Linked DNA regions of Mus musculus: region 1 is linked to region 2. Evidence: chromatin contacts called from public promoter capture Hi-C data. All regions are on one chromosome and are shown on one strand. The core of a region is the stretch at or near the end of the contact, and the rest is flanking DNA. Distances in the headings are between cores, read along the strand shown.

What was found. Capture Hi-C pulls out chosen DNA fragments and counts their contacts.
Region 1: a contact with region 2 is called in a promoter capture Hi-C map of liver. The contact joins the promoter of Ccl9 here to the promoter of Wfdc21 in region 2. A contact is called at or near these places in 22 of 39 promoter capture datasets (3T3-L1-derived adipocytes, the C10 cell line, the HPC-7 cell line and 14 more), 4 of 15 datasets of contacts at CTCF or cohesin (CD8 T cells, the NIH/3T3 cell line and large pre-B cells), 144 of 484 Hi-C or Micro-C datasets (the 63-12 cell line, the AML12 cell line, B cells and 86 more), 48 of 115 datasets of contacts at active chromatin or transcription factors (the 230-238 cell line, CD4 single positive thymocytes, the HPC-7 cell line and 35 more) and 6 of 9 other capture datasets (adipose tissue, bone marrow-derived macrophages, embryonic stem cells and 3 more).

Annotation. Positions count from the first base shown.
Region 1 is chr11:83,574,912-83,580,855 of GRCm38.p6, forward strand. It overlaps Ccl9 (chemokine (C-C motif) ligand 9), which reads right to left and starts at 3,725. Exons shown (of 4, transcript NM_011338.2): 1 at 3,478-3,725; 2 at 1,464-1,535; 3 at 932-1,040; 4 at 1-584. The coding sequence starts at 3,553. The coding sequence ends at 473.
Region 2 is chr11:83,744,790-83,751,051 of GRCm38.p6, forward strand. Wfdc21 (WAP four-disulfide core domain 21) reads left to right here and starts at 2,151. Exons shown (of 3, transcript NM_183249.2): 1 at 2,151-2,334; 2 at 4,444-4,544. The coding sequence starts at 2,238. The coding sequence ends at 4,538.

The DNA.
Region 1 (5,944 bases), core at 2,475-4,974, 170 kb before region 2:
GTTAGGATGGCTGTAGCTCAAGATGGTCATGTCAAGGTGAATTTATAAAGAATACTGTAAATACTACTAACTAAAGGGCAAAATAGGGCATCAGTTTTCTTTGGAATTGGAATTATAGATAGTTTGAGCTGCCATCTAAGTGGGAATTGAACCCAGGTCCTCTGGAAGAGCAGCAGGTGCTCTTAACCACCAAGCCATCTCTCCAGACCTTGCCCATTTATCTCAATCAAATATTATGTGTAGTCATTGAGGTCAGCTTCAGACCTTCCAGGCATCTGAGTTTTCAGATGACTGGGGTTGGCACAGACAAGTTTCCCCTCTGTGACAAAGCCAGATATGCCACTTTAAAGTGGAACAGAAAAAAAAAATGTTTATATACCTATAAAAATAAACACTTAGAGCCACTTAGGTGGTCACTGGGGAAGACCAAAGAAAGTAGCTGGCAGTTCACACCCTTCTCTTCAAGCAAATGTTATTGTTTGTAGGTCCGTGGTTGTGAGTTTTGCTCCAATCTTTCAATGCATCTCTGAACTCTCCGATCACTGGGGTTGGCACAGACCTGGAACCCCCTCTTGCTGATAAAGCTGAAGAAAAAGGAGAAGAAAGATTATAATCAGAGTTAATCTAGTAAAGGGGTGGTGGGAGCCCCATCCTCTGAACCTTCTGATTTTCCACTCAACAGTCTGTTCTTTCCAGGAGGTAGCTCAGCACCATCATCCCCTCTCTGGGGCCCCCTCTAGACCTGTGAGGGTCTCTAAGGACTCATGGAGTGACTCTGCTAGCTGTTTCCTTCTCTACACCCTGAAGTATCCCCCCTCCCACCTGGTGAGATCCAAGAATGGGTCTTCTCTGGAAGTCTATCCACCAGGCCATCTAAGATCCTGGAGGCTCCCCCTCCCCATAACACACAATGAGTGAATTTGACACTTACATGATGCCCGGCCTGGTACACCCACCACTGGTGGGAAAATAACCTATAAATCTTGAACACTGAATCCGTGAGTTATAGGACAGGCAGCAATCTGAAGAGTCTTGAAAGCCTGCAAGAAAACAAGGGGGCACTCAAAGGCCAGGTCATTGCTGGGGTGATGGTCCCATGGGGGCATAAGAAGGCCCCGGGACTCAGGGGAGGCTTCCCCTCACCCTGCACTCATTGTCATCTCTTTCTGCACCTTTGAGTGGGCCTAACGTGGACCACAATCAGGCTGGGAACATGTCCATAGAAGGGAAGCCATGCGCAGTCACCTATAGGTGACTTCTGCCCCAAGGCAGACTCGGTGCATAGAGAAGGCACATCTGTAGGGAATACTAATGGCCCATCCTGATCTTCTTGAAGATTTTTGGACAGCATCCTCAACCACCCTCATGACCTTGTTCTGTTCTGTCATCGGGTAGGGGGATGCTCTGGTGTTGATCTGCAACCACCTGGTGCTTCTCAGTACAAGCTGTAATGAAATATTTACCCATGTGAAACATTTCAATTTCAAGCCCTTGCTGTGCCTTCAGACTGCTCTGGACTTCTTTTGTCTCTGTTGCTGGAAGAGACAGAGGGCAGAGGTTAGCATCATTGTCTTAGCATCTCTACTCACCATCCCCACCCCGATTCTTGCCAAGGCTGAGAAGGCTCTGCTGAGGACCACCATCACACACTTGGAGTCTAGGATCTGCTCTAGACTCATTTATCCCCTTAGGTGACATGAGATTTTTCTGGGATCTTAAAAAACAAAACAAAACAAAAAAACCAAAAACTCTATTGACTTGAAGCACAAACCCCTTTGGTGACACAAAGTCCCTTGAAGTGAAATGAGGCTCCTAATAGTCCACATTTATATAAATGCCTGATTAAAGGACACACTGAAGAAAAAACCATCAGGGATGTTGAGTGACATCCAGCAATGTATCACTTTTTAAAATCCATAATAATCCTTTATCCCAAATATATCGAAGCCCAAAGATTGTTGCTAAAGGATTGGGAATTTGCATTGTGCTAAGACAAGACTACTAATCCCTTATATCATGTCTTCAATGGTTGCATATGAATTATCTGTAGTAGGGTGCACGGCTATTATTTAACAAGTTTGATGTGGTGTGGGTGGCTTCCAAAGTAAATCTTAAGAAGCAGTGCCTGTTCTTGAACGCATGATTACTAATCTGCCTCTTAGTCTTACCCATCACTACTCATGCGGTCTTACATTATTGAAGGCTGTTCCAATTCTCTGTTTCAGTTATCTGGTTTGAAAAGTGAGCAGGGCAATAATATATACAAGGCTTGCTTGTCTTCTAACTTCTTCTTTTTCTACAAGAATGATGCATTTCCATTTGTCCCACCCCTCAGGGATGCCAGAGGAAGAATGAATCAACATCTGGACAGTTGAGCAATAGCTAACTCTACTAACTGTATTTTGTTTTCTGCATATTATGGTATTCTGGCATACTTAAAATCCTGACCACAGGGAGGGGCTAACTGCTTCTTAACCAACTCTCACTGAGCCCAGCACCCAACCTTTATCATTCTCAAACACCATGTTGGTATTTCCCTTGCCCTAACTCTTCCTAAAGCTAGATCCTTAAAGACCATCCATATATACAAAGTCTGCTCGACTTCTTCAGTCTAGGAAATCTTAACTGAACCCTGCATTGTGCCCTTCCTCTTTTCCAGTATCTCCAATAAAGAATCTGACACAAGTTTCTCTATTTCATTACTTATGCCTCCTGGCCTAACTCCAATATTCTCCTTGGCTCTGTGAGACATGATGTATCTCTCCTCCTTAGAAAAGTTGAGGAATACATTCTTTTATTTCACAGGACCTCTCTGTGTTGAGCCCTGGTCACCTCCATAAACTAAAATATCATAGCTTCAGATGAAATGGTGACCTTGGATGAGCCATTGGCCTGACTGGTCCCAATGCCTTAAAAATGATGGTTCTATACTAGCTGACATCTAATAACTCTAGCATCACAGAGTTTTATATTCATTTCTACAAATGTATGCTTTAATTATAGTTATTTCGATCTAACTACAATGTCAGCTAGGATTGGCTAGGAAAAGTTATCAAATAATTCTAGCTATGAAAAAGGAAAACATTTGCTTCTCCAAATGGAAGCAAGCCATTTGTGTACCAGCTTCCAGACCAGACCCTTCCTAATGCTGCAGCCTTTTAATACAGTTCCTCATGTCGTGGTGATCCCCAACCATAAAGTTATTTCATTACTACTTTATAACCGTAATTTTGTTACTGCTATGAATCATAATGTAAATATCTATGTTTTCTGATGGTCTTAGGCAAGCCCTGTGAAGAGGTTGTTTGACTTCCAAAAAGGGTGGCAACCGGTAGTTGAGAACCACTGATCCAGGGGCTATAGCCAGAGGCAGGTCTGTACTAAGTAAATTCCATTGCTCTGTCTGGGATGGAAATTATTAAATGCTGCCCCTTCTGGAACTCCCCCCAAATTTTCAGTTACCACCACAGGACTCACCATGTGTGATCTGGGCCCAGATTCCAAGAGCAGTTGTAAGAATGAGGAAGGAGAGGGCAGTATGAAAAGGCTTCATCTTCTTAGTGGGCAGACCCAGCTGGCCTTCAGACTGCTTGCTGTTCCTGGCCCGGTCTTGCTATTTATACATGTAAGAGGATCAGGAAGTCCCTGGGGTACAGCTCATAATGCCCTCCTTTGACTACATAACACCCAACATGCTAGTTCTAAGAGAGGGAACAGTGTGCAGTGGGAAGTGGAGGGCAAAGGTGACTTGGGGCTTTCCAAAGTTCAAATTGATTCAGAGAGAGTAAATATTTCCAGAAGGATTTCTCCTTTTATAAAATTCATTCACTCCTTTAGCTCTGGCCACAGGGTGGGAGTGAGGGATCCTTCTAGACCCCTGATGAGAGGTTAGCTTGGAGGACGCTGGCTTATGCTCATTGACAGCTGACCGACAGATATAGATTATAAAAGTAAACTTATATGTCTTGCCAGAGATATATAAAATTGTTGTCAACTCCTTCTTTAATTATTTTTCTTTAATTTTTAAAGATTTATTTTATATCCATGTTTTGCCTGCATGTGTGTATGTCTACCACATACATGCAGTGCTGTGCAGGTCAGAAGAGGGTGTTAAATTCCCTGGTACTAGAGTTACAGATGGTTGTGAGCCATCATGTGGATGCTGAGAACTGAAGCCAGCAAGTGTCCTTAACCGCTGAGCCAACTCTCCAGCCCCTTTAGATATTTTTAATATACTTTAACATCAGAGGAAAAAAAATCTTTAGAACGTCTGTCAGAAGAAACATCTAAGGCTGGTTGGGGTGGTGTTCACCACTTGGTGTCAGCACTTGGGAGCCAGAGGCAGGTGTGTGTGTGTGTTTGAGGCCAGTCTGGTCTACACACTCAGTTATCCAATCTCCGTGAGTTTGTGAATGTTTGCTGTTCATTTGTGGTTTTAGTCTGATGTGGTCAAATAGAATAGGAAGAGAGGGCTAAAGAGCCAGCTCACTGGTTTAGAGCACTTGTTGCTTTTTCAGAGGACCCAGGTTCAGTCTTCGTGAGTTTCATTAGCCTCTTTCTATCAAGGGAGGATCCCCTTTCTCCTTGAGTTATGAAGGAGCCCTTTGCTGGCAATACTGTCCTGGGCTGGAGGTTCATGTCTTCCAAAGCTTGAGGAACGCCTCTCCAAGCTCTCTGTTACGCTGATGGACATCTCCTGACACATGACTTAGTGGTTCTCTCTTGATGCTTTTTACACATTTTCTTTGTTTTGAATACTTAGTACTATAACTTTAATTATAATATGACAAGAAGAAGTTCTTTTTGGGTCTTGTCTCTTTGGTGTTCTAAATGACTTCTCTATTTGATTAGATGTTTCTTTGCCTAATTTAGGAAATTTTTTTTGGCTATGATTTCACTGGAAATGTTTTCTGTGCATTTGGAAAGAACTTCACTCTTTTATATCTGTGATTATTAGACTTTATCTTCTCCTCATGTATTAAATAGCCCAAAGTCCAACTCATGCCTTTTCATTAATTCATCTTTTTCCTTGACACTTTCTGCTCCCAGTGCCTTGTCTTCAAGCTCAGATATGCTGTCCTTTTCTTGACTGATTCTACTGGTAAGGCTTTCTGCAGAATTTTTAATTTGACTTAATTGTATTTTGGATCTCCAGTAGTTTGCTATGGTCCCCTCCCCCAATGGTTCTATACCCTATTTACTTCCTCCTACTTCCTCTTCCTTCCTTCCTTCCTTCCTTCCTTTCTTTCTTTCTTTCTTTTTTCTTTCTTTCTTTCTTTCTTTCTTTCTTTCTTTCTTTCTTTCTTTCTTTCTCTCTCTCTTTCTCTCTTTCTTTCTTTCTTTTTTTCTTTCTTTCTTTCTTTCTTTCTTTCTTTCTTTCTTTCTTTCTTTCTTTCTTTCTTTTTAGATTTGTATTTATTTATTATATACAAGTACACTGTAGCTGTCTTCAAACACTCCAGAAGAGGGCATCAGATCTCATTACAGATGGTTGTGAGACACCATGTGGTTTCTGGGATTTGAACTCAGGACCTTTGAAAGGGCAGTCAGTGCTCTTAACCACTGAGCCATCTCTCCAACCCAACTTCCTTTTTCATATCATGTATCAAGCTCCTTATTTAATCCAGGTGTTTATGTTCTCTTGGGATGCTCCTTTCATGCATGGAGATGGGAGAGGAGGACCAGTCAAGCTATAAACTCTTGCTGGACAGTGGTGGCACACGCCTTTGATCCCAGTACTCAGGAGGCAGAGGCAGTCAGATTTCTGAGTTTGAGGCCAGCCTGGTCTTCAGAGTGAGTTCCAGGACAGCCAGGGCTACACAGAGAAACCCTGTCTCAAAAACAAACAGACAGACAAACAAAAAACAAAACAAACAAAAAGCTCTAAACTTTTGTATTTCCTGTGGTTTATGCTGATGTTGAGTTTGTATTGGACAGGAGTGTA
Region 2 (6,262 bases), core at 901-3,400:
ATACACCTTTGACCTTTGTGTAACTTCAGAAATGGTTTTATTTCCAGTCTCAGTATTGTGAAAATATGGAATTACATGAAAACACACTGTGTACCCCCTTCAGTGCTTAAGATCTCTAAAAAGTCTTTATTAGTTGTTATGGTTCAAGCATAGCATGTCCCCACCATGGGCTTGGATGCTTGAATACTTGGTCCCTAGTAGGGGGTGCTGTCTGGGGAGGCTTCAGAAACTTGAGGAGCTAGAGCTTGTTTGAGGGAAGTAGGGTACTAGGAATGGGATGGAAGACTTAGGACCTGTTCTCTGTGTGTGCCTCTCCGTTTGTTTCTCTCTGTGTGTCTCTCTCCATCTGTCTGTCTCTCTGGTCTCTGTTTTTCTTCGGATCACTTCATGTCTCACTATCTCTGTCTCTCTTTCCCTCTTCTCGTCTGCAAAGCTGTGAGACGTCCTAGCTGCATAGATTGCTATGCCTTCCCCACCGTGATGACAACACCCTCAAATAGTGAACCGGGCGGAGCCAGAAAAAATCCTTCCTCCTTCCAGTTACATTAGCCAGGTATTTTATCACAGTGACGAGAAGTCAGTAATATACCAGATTTTGGACTATTGCAGAAATTGTACACCAGTGGGCTAGGCAGAGTGGAGTTAAAGCAGCTTGCAAAAATACTTTCTGCACGGCCCATAACTCTGTCTTCTAACCCCCTTGAGAGAGCTAGCAGTGTATGGCATCAGTTGTTTGTCAGAGGACCTCCAGCTTGTGGCATGTAAGATCTGTGACAAATGAAAGGAAGAGACTCTTCCTGTAGCTCCAGAATTAGGAACCATAGTCCTTGTGAAATGATAGTCCTCTCTTCCTCCCTCTCTCCCCTCGTGTGCGTGTGCGTGTGCGTGTGTGCGTGTGTGTTCCTAGGAATTAAACTTAGGGCCCCTGCCCTCTACTGTTGAAATAAACCATTTTCCCAGACACCTACAAAGGCACAACAAACTGATCCTGTGACTTCTCCCTCTCCCTCTTACCCCCTGCTTCCAGCTCATTTCATGTTAAGGTATTTTATGAGTTACAGTATTTGTCTTACTTAGGGTTTCTATGACTGCAATGAAACACCATGACCAGAAAGCCAGTTGGGGAGGAAAGGGGCTTTTTGGCTTACACTGCCAGATCATTGGAAGAAGTCAGGACAGGAACTCAAGCAGGGCTGGAACCTGGAGGCAAGAACCATGGAAGGAAACTGATTACTGGCTTGCTCAGTCTGCTTTCTTAGAGATGCTAGGACCACCACCAGCCCAGGGATGGCACCACCCACAATGGGCTGGGCCCTCTCCCATTGATCACTAATTGAGAAAATGCCTTAGAGCTGGATCTCATAGAGGCCTCTTCTTCACTGAGGCTCCTTTCTCTCTGGGAACTCTAGCTTGTATCAAATTGACACATTGTGTGTGCTCCTCCCCCACCACCAGGGAAAGAAGAGGGTATCTCCCCTGGCACCCAAACCACAGATGGTCTGAGTTACAAATCACTCATCTGGATTAGCAGGCGTGTCTACAAGAAGGAAGAAGTGAAAGCTCACACCTGGGCTAGTTGTCACTCTCACCCCACTCACTCTCCAAGTCGCACAGCAGTGGTGCAGCCTGAGAGGCATCCTGGGAGGGTTTGATGTAGATATTGACAGCTGGGGTTCCCCAAAATGAAGGCTCCAAACAGCAGAGATGATGGCATCAAGGCAGAGGGAACGACGCTGGCTTACTGTCTCCTCAACAGGTGGCCGCACCCCACTGGCTCTCCCACGGTCTCTCCCTGCCCTCAGTTACAGGAACAACTGTCCTAGAGCAAGGAGAGAGAAGTACAAAAGCAGATGGTGTCCTAGCTGACACCCAGCTCCTGGATTGTCATTCCCTGAGGACACATTCCTTATCACAGCTCATTCCTGGCCCAGAGTAGATCTCTAATACTTCATTGAAAAGGAACGAGAGTCCCTTACCACCCCAGCTTTCCAACTTTAGGAGGACTATCTGTGGAACAGAGGGTGTTCTGTGGCACGGAGCTTGGCTTGAGTAAGATGGCACTACCCAGGACATACATAGTGTGTGTCCCTGGCAATGCTGGTTTCCAGGCGGGGCTTTGGCTTCTGTGGTGTGCAGGCCCGCCCCTAGCCTTGCTGCCTAGCTCAGTGGGTGAAGAGGTTTAAATTCTGGCAGCTCTTGGCCCTGCTGCGTATTGGCTAACATCCTTCAGCAGCAGCATGAAGCTAGGAGCCTTCCTTCTGTTGGTGTCCCTCATCACCCTCAGCCTAGAGGTACAGGAGCTGCAGGCTGCAGTGAGACCTCTGCAGCTTTTAGGTACGTCTGGGCAAACACGGTTGCACTATTCTTCCTCAAGTGAGGGGTGAGAAGACATCCAGAACCAGTGTGTGCAGGAAGGAGGGAGAAACTGGAGGAAAGAGTTCTCTTTAGGATCCTCCTTGATGGTCACCTCTGAATTCCCCAGAACAGAATCCCTCTTCTGCTTTCCCTCTCTCCATTCCCTGGGTCACCTGACTGGACCCCCCTCCTGCTTGCTCCTCAGCCAAGCTCCCTCTCCCAGACGTCTCCTTCTCTACTGGCGTCTACCTTGACCTGTCTACAGAAAATATTCTTGTAATTATGCTAGACACAGGTCAATCTCAATCTTCTTTACCAATATTATTCTCAGAAAGGGTTTTGTTGCCGTGGGTTTTCATTGTTGTTTGTTTGTATGTTTGCCCAAGCTGGCCAGGAACTGACTGTGTAACCCAGGCTGACCTCAACAACATGGCAATCTTCCTGCTTCATCTTGCTATGCTGGGATTACAAGCACAATCCACCCCATCTTATTTGGCCTCAAAGGACTACTCTTAATCCTCTGCCCATTCTTCCCTTAGCCCTTTTGTGACCACAGCCTCATCAAACTCCTGACACACTCTCCTCTGTAATAAAGTCTCGCCTTTGCAGACTGATGCTGTCTGCCCACCCCTACCCCACAACCCCTATCCTACAGCCAGCCAGCCCTGGATTATCTTGGACTGAATGCTTGCCCCTAAATGTCTTTAGATAGAGTTTAGCCTCTCGTCTTCACTCCATCAACTACCTGTTTTTGAAACAGTTTGCATCTCTTCCGTCCTTTGCCCTCTGTTGCCTCACTGTGTCCATCCCTGATTACTCCACAGCCCTGCCATTGCAAAAGCTTCCCAGAAGCCCTCTCCACCCCCTCTTCCTTCTTGGATGTGCTTACTAGTTGGATCCTGGTTCTGTCTATGCCTTTGCAGCAGATAATCCTCCCAAATGACCTTCTCTCAGTTTATTAAGTGAAATCCCAAATCCACAGGTCCTGATGGCCTGCTTGCCCTTTGCAACATTTATTTCTCCTGTTCCCAAACTCGCCCAGACCTCTACTTGCCAATCCTCCTGACTCCTCCTATTCCAGGGGAACTGGGAGTGGCAGATAATATGTCTAAGGGGTAGGACTTGAAGAGTCAGTCTCTGGTCCTGGGAGTGCCTCTGTAGGTCCTGTGTCCCAGGTCACACACGGACCTCCCCAAAGTTCCACCCTACTACATTTCCCCTTGTGACTTTTTGCATCTTTCCACACAGCACCCCTCCTGCTTTCCCCCACTACTCTTTCTTGACAATATCCCTGTACTCCAAGGCTTACTTTTTCTGACGAACAACAAATAATGTTTTATCTCCTCTGAGCCCTTTGAGTCTTCTAGAACTACCTTGCAGGACACTTGTGAAACACTGCTCTGTCTCCAGTACCTTAGACATAAGTCTTACTTGCATTGGAAGGCTCTAAGAGGCCCTTTTTACATCCATGTCCTTCCTAAATGCTTCATATACAGCAAAATACCATAAATATTTAATGATTGCTCCAACGACTGTGATTAGGGACAAGAGATCTTCAGCTTTCTCACCACAAAGCAACAACAGCACCAGAAACACTTAGGGCTATAAAACAGAGCTAGGGAGACTAACCGCACAGAGTGACTGTAAGGTAACCAGCAAGTCTGAATATGCCCTTCTCTGCTCCATGGACTGTCATGTGGGGGGAAATGATTTCATTTAAGCAACCTTCCTCCTTTCTTTCCACAGATGCAATCCCTCTATCCATGTCTCTAAAGTAGGCTTTCTTTAATGAGATTATGTGTGTGCCTTGTTTTAACAGAAATAGACAGTAACACTTTACAAATGGTATTATGACTTCAGTTAAAAGGAACTGGTGAAATGTACTCCTTAATCGAGGACTGTCGTCCTCAGCACTTGAATCTAAAGCATGGAGGTTTTCATTAGTCTATTTGTCTGTCCTTGAGAGGATAAACTCATCAAGTAATTCAGCTTGACCTTTAGCTGATGATCTGCCTGCCTTAGCCTAGGAGTCCAGGATTAAAGGTTTATTCCACCATGCCTGCTTTCAACTGATCTTTTCTGACATAGGCACCTGTGCTGAGCTCTGCCGTGGTGACTGGGACTGTGGGCCAGAGGAACAATGTGTCAGTATTGGATGCAGTCACATCTGTACTACAAACTAAAAACAGGTAAAAATAAAAATAAAAATTACTGTTCCTCCAAATCTTCCCCAGACCAGGCAAGTTGTACATTTGACTTCCATGGGAATTCTAGAAGTTTGGTAAAATGAAACCTATGTGTTTCCCTATATCTTCTCCTTTTTTCTTCATGAAGAAGCACCTACCAGAGGATGGTGCTTCCCAAACCTTTAGAATAATTTTCCAAACCAGTCTACCCAGGAGAAAAATCAAACTATATTTGAGCAAGAAGTTAAAAAATCACCCCCAAATGATGTCTGTTTATGACTGTGGTATATATTTAACTATGTACAAATATATATTAAAATGAAAATCTTGTGCCTATTTGATTTCTTAACTATTTCGTTTGAAAAGACTTAGTGGACAATTTTGATCTCAGTACTTATCTTCAGCTCCATCTTTGCTTTATCTGTAGCATGTACAATGTATGCTCTTCTACCAGCAATCACTATAAATGTAAGCTTAAAATATTTATTTTATAATTAACATGACTGTATTTTGAATACTGAAATGTGCACACCCTTACTAATTCCTTTGGGATATATCCCAGCATGTATAATTGATGACCAAAGCATACTCTCATGTTGGCCCATATTAACCTAAGCAGATACTTTTTCTGTAAAAATATTTGATGGGATTCATATTATTGCATGTTTCCCTATTTAATTTTCAGTACCCACTAATTTTTTAAAAAAGAATAAAAAGCTACCATGATTAAGTTGTATTAATATGATTAAAATTGTATTAGCAGATTTAGCTTATACTCTAAACACCAAGCTGTCTGAGCCAACGAGATTGATCAGTGGGTAAAAGTTCCTGCTGCCAAGACTGGTGATCTGAGTTTGATCCTTAGGACCCACGTGGTAGAACTGACTCTCAAAAGCTGTCCTCTGTCCTCTACATGTGTGCTATGGCAGGCACATGACTGCACACACACACACACACACACACACACACACACACACACACACATTGAAACATACACACCTGAAACCACATTTTAAATTAAAAACAAAACCCAAAGAGTCAGGAGCCATCACAGGACAAGCTAATAGCTAGCAGGTGATCTTCCTGGAATGGTCTGCCTCGGAGTATAATAACCCATGAGAGATTTGCTCCGATTGGATTTGCATGGCCCAGGAGAAAATCACTTTAGGAAGTATTCCTGCTATTATGTTTTTCCTGTTATTATTAAATATATTTAACAATCCCTGGGTATTAGCCCATCCTTTTGAGCAGATCTCTGCAGATCTACAAAGATGTACTGCCTTATAGTGATGCTATATAGACAAATAGATGACTTAATTCTTTATGATGATCCTATAAGAATTACTAAAATTATTTACTAAGCTCTTTTATAGTGGGACTGCTATTAGATACTTTTCTGATAGTTAAAACTGCAATGAGAACTTTGTCAGTCTCCATTGTGTCACCAATGAATTGCTTCTAGATAGTAACCAGACTTTCTACTACTCAAAGCACATTCCAAAAGGTTGTAAAACCATTAACCAAAGGTCATAAAAAGGGAACTAATGATTTATTATAGATGCTAGGACAGAAGATAAAATATTGACTGGATTTATCTATACAAAACATCACTAATAACTTAGTTATGTTTTTTTAACTCTCAAAGAACTTGTGGAACTTTAACAGGTGATGAATCTTTAGTGGGATAATTACTCCTAATGGATATGCATGTAAACACTCTC